Regions from separate parts of the Hordeum vulgare genome. Here region 2 is linked to region 1. A link is a contact called in public Hi-C data. All regions are on one chromosome and are shown on one strand. The core of a region is the stretch at or near the end of the contact, and the rest is flanking DNA. Distances in the headings are between cores, read along the strand shown. Region 1 holds the start of LOC123409843 (probable calcium-binding protein CML29). Region 2 holds the start of LOC123412470 (IAA-amino acid hydrolase ILR1-like 6).

Region 1 (3,934 bases), core at 1,046-3,545:
CATCATTAGCTAATGTATCAATGAGGAAGCCTAGAGACTCCTCCATTCACTTTATAGTTCTAGTGGGTTCGGCAAACCTAGCTAGGGTATGAGCTACCATATTTGCTTTTCTTGGGCAGAAAGCAAATTGGATCAGAAAAAAGTTCTTGGCGAGGAAGGAGCACTCTTCGTATACTGCCGCCGTTGGACCTAGTGAATTGCCGTCGAGTAACAAGGTGTCAATCACATCCTGACAATCAGACTCCATAATGATCTGTTGCACACTCACCTCGCTGGCGAAGAGAAGTCCATATCGCAAGGCTCTCGCTTAGTTGCTTTATTATTAGGGAAGAGGGGAGATTAGGGAAAGATACCTCACCGTACATAAGGAATAGATCTGCCTATAGTGCCAGAGCTTTGTGTTAATTGTACACAGCGCTTACATACGTTTGGCTCATGTAGTTTCTCCTTTTTTTTCTCTACCCAGTCTGGTTCGGAAAACCTTCTAGAAGCTTTCGACCGGGATTTTCTAACCATTTTTTATTTTGTTCAGGTTTTTTTGGGCTAGGTTTCCTTTGGTTTCCCTGCCTTTTTCTATTCTATCATTTTATTTTATTCTTGCATTTTTCATAATCCGTCAAGTTTGTCAGGTTCACTAGCTTAATTGAATTGTGAATAATTTTTTTGAGCCGAAACCTTTTGAAGTTTGTGAAGATTTCCTTAATTCATGAAAATTTTCAAATTTCGTGATTTTTTACGCCATGAAATTTTTCGAGTTCGTGAACATATTTCATATTGACAACTTTTCTGGAATTTGTACACATTATTATCTTTGACTTGTTGATTTTTTTCCTAATCCATGTTTCAAACTAACGAACAATTATTCAAATTCAATTTGGACCCATTCTTGAATTGTTGTCTAAAAGTCATTGGCTACCTGGTTCATGCGTCAACGATCAAATACAAATACACTTTCTTTTCACACGTACGGGGTCCTAAGAGCATCTCTAGCACACCCCGTAAAAGGATCAAACCTATAAAATTTCGGCGAGTATATGGGTTCGATCCGTTTTAATGGCCAGAACAGACCCCGTATCGCGCATCCGGGCTGTAAAAGTTTAACCGCGTCCCGCAAAAAGACCCCTCGAACTGGCATATATGCGGTTTTACATCGCGTTTACGGATCGAACCCTATCCTCCGCCGCGATTCAACTCCCACTCCACCCTAATTTCTCGCCGCCGACGAGACAAAAAAACCACCAGCGGACTGTCCCGACCCTGGACGGCCACAGAAATGGAGGGGATGATGCCGAGCGCCGTCGCCGCCGCGTCTCCGACGCCGCACGCAAGTGGGGATCACAGAGGTGGCTGAAGTATGACCTCCGGCCGCCTCCGGCTTTCGAATGCCGGGAGCTCGAGGAGTACGAGCACGAGCTCGCTACTCGATGCATCGGCTCCTTCGGCGCCTCGTCCTCGCGGACCATCACTCCGGTGAAGAGAAGGGCGGAGGAGCTCGGACCGCTCACCGTCAAGCTCGAGGACGACGCCGGCGAACTGCGTAGAGGGGTCATCAGCCTCGAGGATTATCTTTCCCCGAGGCAAGAGGATCACCTCATGCACGCCAACATGGAGCGCTCGGTGAGGGAGGCGGCGGAGGACGCCACGCACAACCGACGCGAGCTCGAGATCGAGCAGACCTTGCTCGAGCAAGGGGTCACGGCGTCGCAGGCGAGCGCGTCGAAGGAGACGGACCTGCGCGTCCTGAAGGCAGAGTAGGACAAGATCTGGATCGACCTCGACTCCAACTCCGACGAGGAGTAAGCTCCTTCGTCTCCTCCGCCGCGTTGTCGCCGCCGCACCCGTCGTTCTGGTAGCATTGAGTTGGGTACGCTGCACGGCCCGCAGGTCCCCTTACCTAGTAGTAGTATGAAGAACTAATGTAGTTTGATGAAGAACTGATGTAGTTTTTGCAAGAACCGTGCTATAGTTCGATGAATGATGTAGTAGTTGCTTCGGGCCAACATTTTTTTTTTCAAATTTTACAGTGTTATATACGGGATCTAATCTTTGACGCATGAAATGGTGCCGCAAAATCGCTCCGTAGCGACCTGTGAATCCATTTTGTATTCTTTTTTACGGGGTCTTTTAGAGATGCTAACACAAGCACATGGGTCAATGGTTAGTCAATTGGCCCGGTGGCACGGTGTGGAGACCCTAAAGTTCAAATACACATTCTTCGGGGGATTTTCAGAAGTTTGTGGTCATCCAAAATGAAACGCGAACTAGTCCAGCTCCACTCCACCTAGAACCCATCGTCGTCCACGCTATCACACCAGAATCCAGAAGCCTTATCCTGCTGCCATTGCCAACGCCGAGAACAAGATGCGCCTCCACTAGTGTTCCATTCCATGTCGACACAAAGCGGCCGAGATTCAGATTCGGCTGCACTCGTCCTCGCCTTCTTAAGGCCGTCCATGCAAGCGAACCGAGCTCCAACCAAGAGCAGTCTCTCACGGTCTAGTTCGCTCTCGCCAACGCGATGGCGACGCCTGGCCGCCGGCCGTCGGCGCAGCAGCAGCCGCAGCCGCTGACGGTGGACTTCGAGGCGCTGAGCTACATCAGCAGGCTCGTGGAGGCTTTCCAGGCGTTCGACTCCGACAACGACGGCCTCGTCACTGCCCCCGAGCTCCGGGGCCTCCTGGCCTCCCTGGGCCTCGACAAGTCGGAGGCGGAGGCGCGGGACATGCTGGCGCGCGCCGACGCCGACCGTGACGGCCGGCTCTGCGTGGAGGAGTTCCTGGACGTGATGAACGCCGGCGAGCTCGGCCTGGGCGCGCTCGGCGAGCTGCTGCAGGCCGCCGTCCCGGCGCTGGAGTCCTTCGCGGGGCCCGACGGCGCGCTGGGCGCCGACGAGCTCGCCAGGGTGCTGGGGCTCATGGGCACCGCCAGCGCCGAGGACTGCGCGGAGATCATCGCGTGCATGGACGGGGACGGCGACGGCGCCATCAGCGTCGAGGAGTTCAAGCTCATGGCTGACCTGCTCTAGGGTCGAGCTGCGTACGTACTGAGCCAGCTAGAGCGCGTGCATAAACATGAAGTTGTGCACTGCCTACTGCGATGTACAGTAATGATTATCGATTAATAAGCATATAAGCACGTTCGGAGAGTTGTGGGCACTGTTTCTGCACCGGGCTGGAGTACCATAAAAGGATGGATACATGAGAGTTTCTGATGTCTTGCAATGAGTATACGAGCACGTGCTCCCACTAGTCAAATTGTATTTTCGATCTTATAGAAAAAAAAAGATATGTCATTTGGTTCATACGATAGGAATTTTTTCCATAGATCTGAGCTAATACATTTTTTCTTATGAAATGTAAAGAATAAAAATCAATCTTATGTAGGAATAGAAATCCATTCCTACAAAGTACAAACCAACGAGTTCTACCTATATAGAAATAGGAAGAGTACAAACCAAAGGGTTTTCCTCGGGTCAGAAAAGTTTGTTGCGTATGATTTGTTTTGATATACAACGTGTGTTGGGCTAGACGAGCCAGCCGAAACGGCCCAGTATTCAAGAAGCAAATTCATTCGGCCTATTTCTATTAGTGTTGGGAAAATTTAAAGAAAAGCGCCCCACCATAACTTTTGCATGCAACGGCTCGCATAGCCTCATGCACATGCAACAATCTTTTACCTGAAGCTTACATCATTGCATTAAATGCTTTCTTAAATTTTAAAAATGATTTATCTTACAGATTAATAATTTGATCGGAGATCCGTCTTTACTGTTAGGTTCGTCTCGACGAGACCTTCAAAATAAGATCTCATGTTGACATGTTTCATTGATTTTTTTTCGTCGTTTCTAGTTGTCACATTTATGTCATCATAGTTGTTATCTTATGGGTCTATAATTGTCACAAAAATTATACATAGTTATGGGGGCAATAATTTT
Region 2 (3,934 bases), core at 779-3,278, 370 kb after region 1:
CCTCGCGGTTAGGGCGATAGGCAGCACGTTGGCGGTATGTGGCTCCCGTCGCCCCTTCGACGAATGAGCCGGAATGGCCATTGAATCCGCCGCCTCCTCCGTCACCCCGGCCACCGTCATCGATGTTCATCCTACCATATCCACGGCCTCCGCCCGTCGAGGAAGAACCACGGCGTTGACCTTTGCCATAAGCGTTGTAACCGTCGTCACCTCACTGTCCTTGTGAAGCATAGTTTCGTCCCTCGTCCGCGAACCGGGAACTCTGCAAGCCCGCGCCGTAATCTCCACGGCCGCGTCCATCCCCTTGTGGACCAGCAGTTGTGGTCGTCGTCCACCCGTCCCTAGCAGGAGGGTACTGGGATCCCATGCCACTAGCCGGTGGGTGAGTAGGATTTTGTGGTGGCGGAGGTCAGGTCCCTCGTCCAGCCATCACTGCCGGCAGAACCTTGAAGATCTGAGCAGCCCGACCCTGCTACATTGACGGGAAGCCTGGCTTTGCACATCGCGATCTAACCCTAGGTACTGTAACGATGATAGAACTGACGATATGATCGCAAGCATGGCTGGGATCGATCGATTTTTGCGATTTGCCCGATACGTTAGCCATCGGGCCAGCAACGTATGCTCTATACTGGGCCATATGCCCAGTACCTACAGCTGCTTAACTCTGTTAAGATAAGGTGCTAAGCATATTAAAGGACTATGCATAGGTGATTAACTTGTTGTTGCTAACCATTTTTCATTTAAAGATTTAACAACATAAAATTCGTCATGCATTGATGGGTTTTTTATTTATTTAAGTGATTTGCCTATGTTCACGCGCTTGACATTGTCTCTTCCTCGGTTACCATCCTCATCTTTTTTCTCTTAATTATCTTACCACATTAGATTTTTCGCCTCCGTAACATTCTCAACACCCTACATTATTTCTTCTTGGTGGAGCATCGGAAGAGGCCTAACCAGTACCACCCAAGGAAAACGTGATTACAACCAGCCGTGCAAATTAAAGACGAAAAGGAAAGGTGTTAATGCGCCATTAGTGGTAATATAGATGCACATGCAAATCATTAGGAAAGCAAGATCACAGCCTCCATCAGTGTACTATTATATTTAGATGAAATCATGGGAGCAAGTTTCCATTTAGCGTCACGTTGTACAGCCGCCCGAAACGCTGCCAGAAATGACCAACACCCAAATGCGGAAGCAAAACGTAGAGATCAAGCGAACCATATCACTGCTAGGTGCCAAGATCTACATACGTACTGTGATACAAAAGCTGTCCATCCATCCATCCATGACCCCCAAATAAATACATGCGTCCAGCGTGAGCTAGCCATCGCCCCCACCCCGGATTAACGCCGCGCGATGCATGGCTGGTGATCTCGCTGTTTCCGCACCGCACCGCTCCACTCCTCCTCCCACCTGCCCACCGAATTGAATTCCTCCGGGCTTCCAGCCAACAGATATATACAGATATACTACCAGTACTCCCTTCGTCACGGTTTAGAAGACGTGCATGCAAATTCTCTAGTAGAAGTAGTAGTTTGAATCAAACAAGAAACCAATCATCAGAGAAAAAACAATGACCCGAAAGAAAGCGTTGCAGTTGCAGAGATTAGATAGATTAATCCCAGCAAACCGAAAAAGCGAGCGTTTACACTAGCAGCCGCGCATGTGTACTGCACCGGAGTATCATATGCGATGCAAGGGTCATACTTATCTCATGCTATGCGTACTGTCACCTTGCGCTGGTCCGATAGAAAACTGAAAGGAGAAGAGCACCATCATGCCAACATAATCGCTTCTTTAGCAAGTTGATGCTGATGCTGATGCTGAAAGCAAAAAAAAATACTCTACCTTTTTTCTTTACACGGATGCAGATAGCAACATTGAGCGCCTACACAATCTAGCAAGGAGCAGCAGCAGAGGGGGAGCCGTCAGCGGCCACCGAAGCGTCGCTGTCGGCCGGGCCCCACGCGGCAGAAATAATGTGAGCGAGCGGCTTGTATACGAGCACGGGGGGAATTGGGTCGGAACGGAAAGATATTTTTGCTTGCCCTTTGCCGTCACAGGTGGCTTAATTTAATCCTCCCCCTCCAGTGTGCGTTCGTTGCCCACCATGCGTAGTTGCGTCCTGGTTGTGGTGTAGCTATCCGACCCTGCGCCCGGCGGACAGACGCACGCACGCAGAGCAGAGCAGCGCCATCGCCATTGATGGAGAGCGGGCACGCGCGGAGCTCGGTGGTTTTCATGCTGCTGCTGGTCGTGGTGGTGGTGGTGGCGTCGGCGGGCTCGTCCTCGCGGGCGGCGTTCCTGGAGGACGGCGTGGTTCTGGGCGCGGCGGCGAGGCTGGGCAAGGGCGCGAACGCCAGCGGGCGGGGCGGGCCCGGCTGCGACGTGGACGTCGCGGCCGTGGTTGGCGACGGGAGGCGCGGGTGGAAGGAGGAGATCGCGGGGCTGGCGGGGCGGCCGGAGATGGCGGCGTGGCTGCGGCGCGTGCGGCGGCGGATCCACGAGCGGCCGGAGCTGGCGTACGAGGAGGTGGAGACGAGCCGGCTGGTCCGCGACGAGCTGGACGGCATGGGCGTGGGGTTCCGGTACCCGCTCGCGCGCACCGGCATCGTCGCCACCATCGGCACCGGCCGCCCGCCCGTCGTCGCGCTCCGGGCCGACATGGACGCGCTGCCCATCCAGGTACGTGCGTACGTAGTAGTGCTAACCGCTCTACTGCTCTCCTACTACAACGTGATGAAGGAACACGTGTTCTTGCGCACGTGCGCCTTTGACCTTTGCGGTAGCTCCTGCCCATGACGATCGATCGACCCCAGCTGCCTCTCAGTTTCAGCCACCACGCAGCTTCTTATCATAGATTCATGTATCGAATTTTGCGTCCTCTTTTCAGTTCTCGTGCCCTGTGAATTACCTTGGTGGTTCATATATAGCACAAAGGATTCATCTGTTTGAATTTTGGAGAGGCAGGTAGCTTGTGGCCACTGGGTTAAAGATCGCAGTTTGTTTTCAGTTTTTCTCCTCGTTCAGGTGCCCGAAATGGCACCCGCCGTTGGCGAGACCCAGGACGAGCGGATCCCGGTTGCCATGCCAAGCCCCCATCTCCGTGTGCGCCCGGAACGGGCAGATTTTTTCACGCCAAAAAGCCACAGACTTTTCTCCTGCTTTTCATCGCCTTTTGTCTCTGTCTCTCTCTCTCTCGTTCTCGTTCGACTCCAACAGGAGTTGCATCGTATCGTATGGTATGACACGTTGGGTTTGTGGTGGTTAACGTTGTTGGGTTGCAGGAGGCGGTGGAGTGGGAGCACAAGAGCAAGAACCCCGGGAAGATGCACGCGTGCGGCCACGACGCGCACGTCGCCATGCTGCTCGGCGCCGCCAGCATCCTCAAGGCCCGCGAGCGCCACCTCAAGGTAATTATCCATAATCCATCAACTCATTTCCCATCAGCCAGTGGCTGCTAGCTAGCACCTAGCACGCCGGTCGCCGGACTTCATTTTCGAGCCGATCGAGTGGATGTCCGTCGTCTCAATAGCTGTCCGTGGCTAGCCGTCTGCCCGCACGCCACCATTGCCGTGCAAGGGACTCTGGACATGTCTCTCCGCCATACCCATGCTAGCTGTGCCGATGTGATCTGCGGTGCGGTTTGGGCGTACGCGCGTAGTCGATTTGGTTTGGGAGACCAGATGGAAAGGTGCAGGCTTTAGCTGAGAATCATGCTTATCATAAGACCGTCGTGAGCTCGGCACGCGCGCGGCCGGCCGGCCGGCGTAAAGTGCTAAAGCGTTTAAGACGTCCGGGACGAACATTTAACTGCTTTACTCAAAACTTCCTCTTCACGTGTGTCCTCTCCTCGCTACCGATTAGACGTCCGGGATAATTAAGATAGGATTTGCAGCCGTTTAAGACGTGATCGCCGCCGTCT

The links. Hi-C and Micro-C count contacts between places; a contact is called where the count stands out from the background.
Region 2: a Hi-C map of leaf shows a contact between it and region 1, with 5 times the contacts expected there. The contact joins the promoter of LOC123412470 here to the promoter of LOC123409843 in region 1. A contact is called at or near these places in 4 of 6 Hi-C or Micro-C datasets (all in leaf).

The regions. Positions count from the first base shown.
Region 1 is chr7H:575,688,700-575,692,633 of MorexV3_pseudomolecules_assembly, forward strand. LOC123409843 (probable calcium-binding protein CML29) reads left to right here and starts at 2,296. Exons shown (of 1, transcript XM_045102714.1): 1 at 2,296-3,221. The coding sequence starts at 2,519. The coding sequence ends at 3,025.
Region 2 is chr7H:576,062,894-576,066,827 of MorexV3_pseudomolecules_assembly, forward strand. It overlaps LOC123412470 (IAA-amino acid hydrolase ILR1-like 6), which reads left to right and starts at 2,029. Exons shown (of 3, transcript XM_045105417.1): 1 at 2,029-2,694; 2 at 3,297-3,422. The coding sequence starts at 2,215.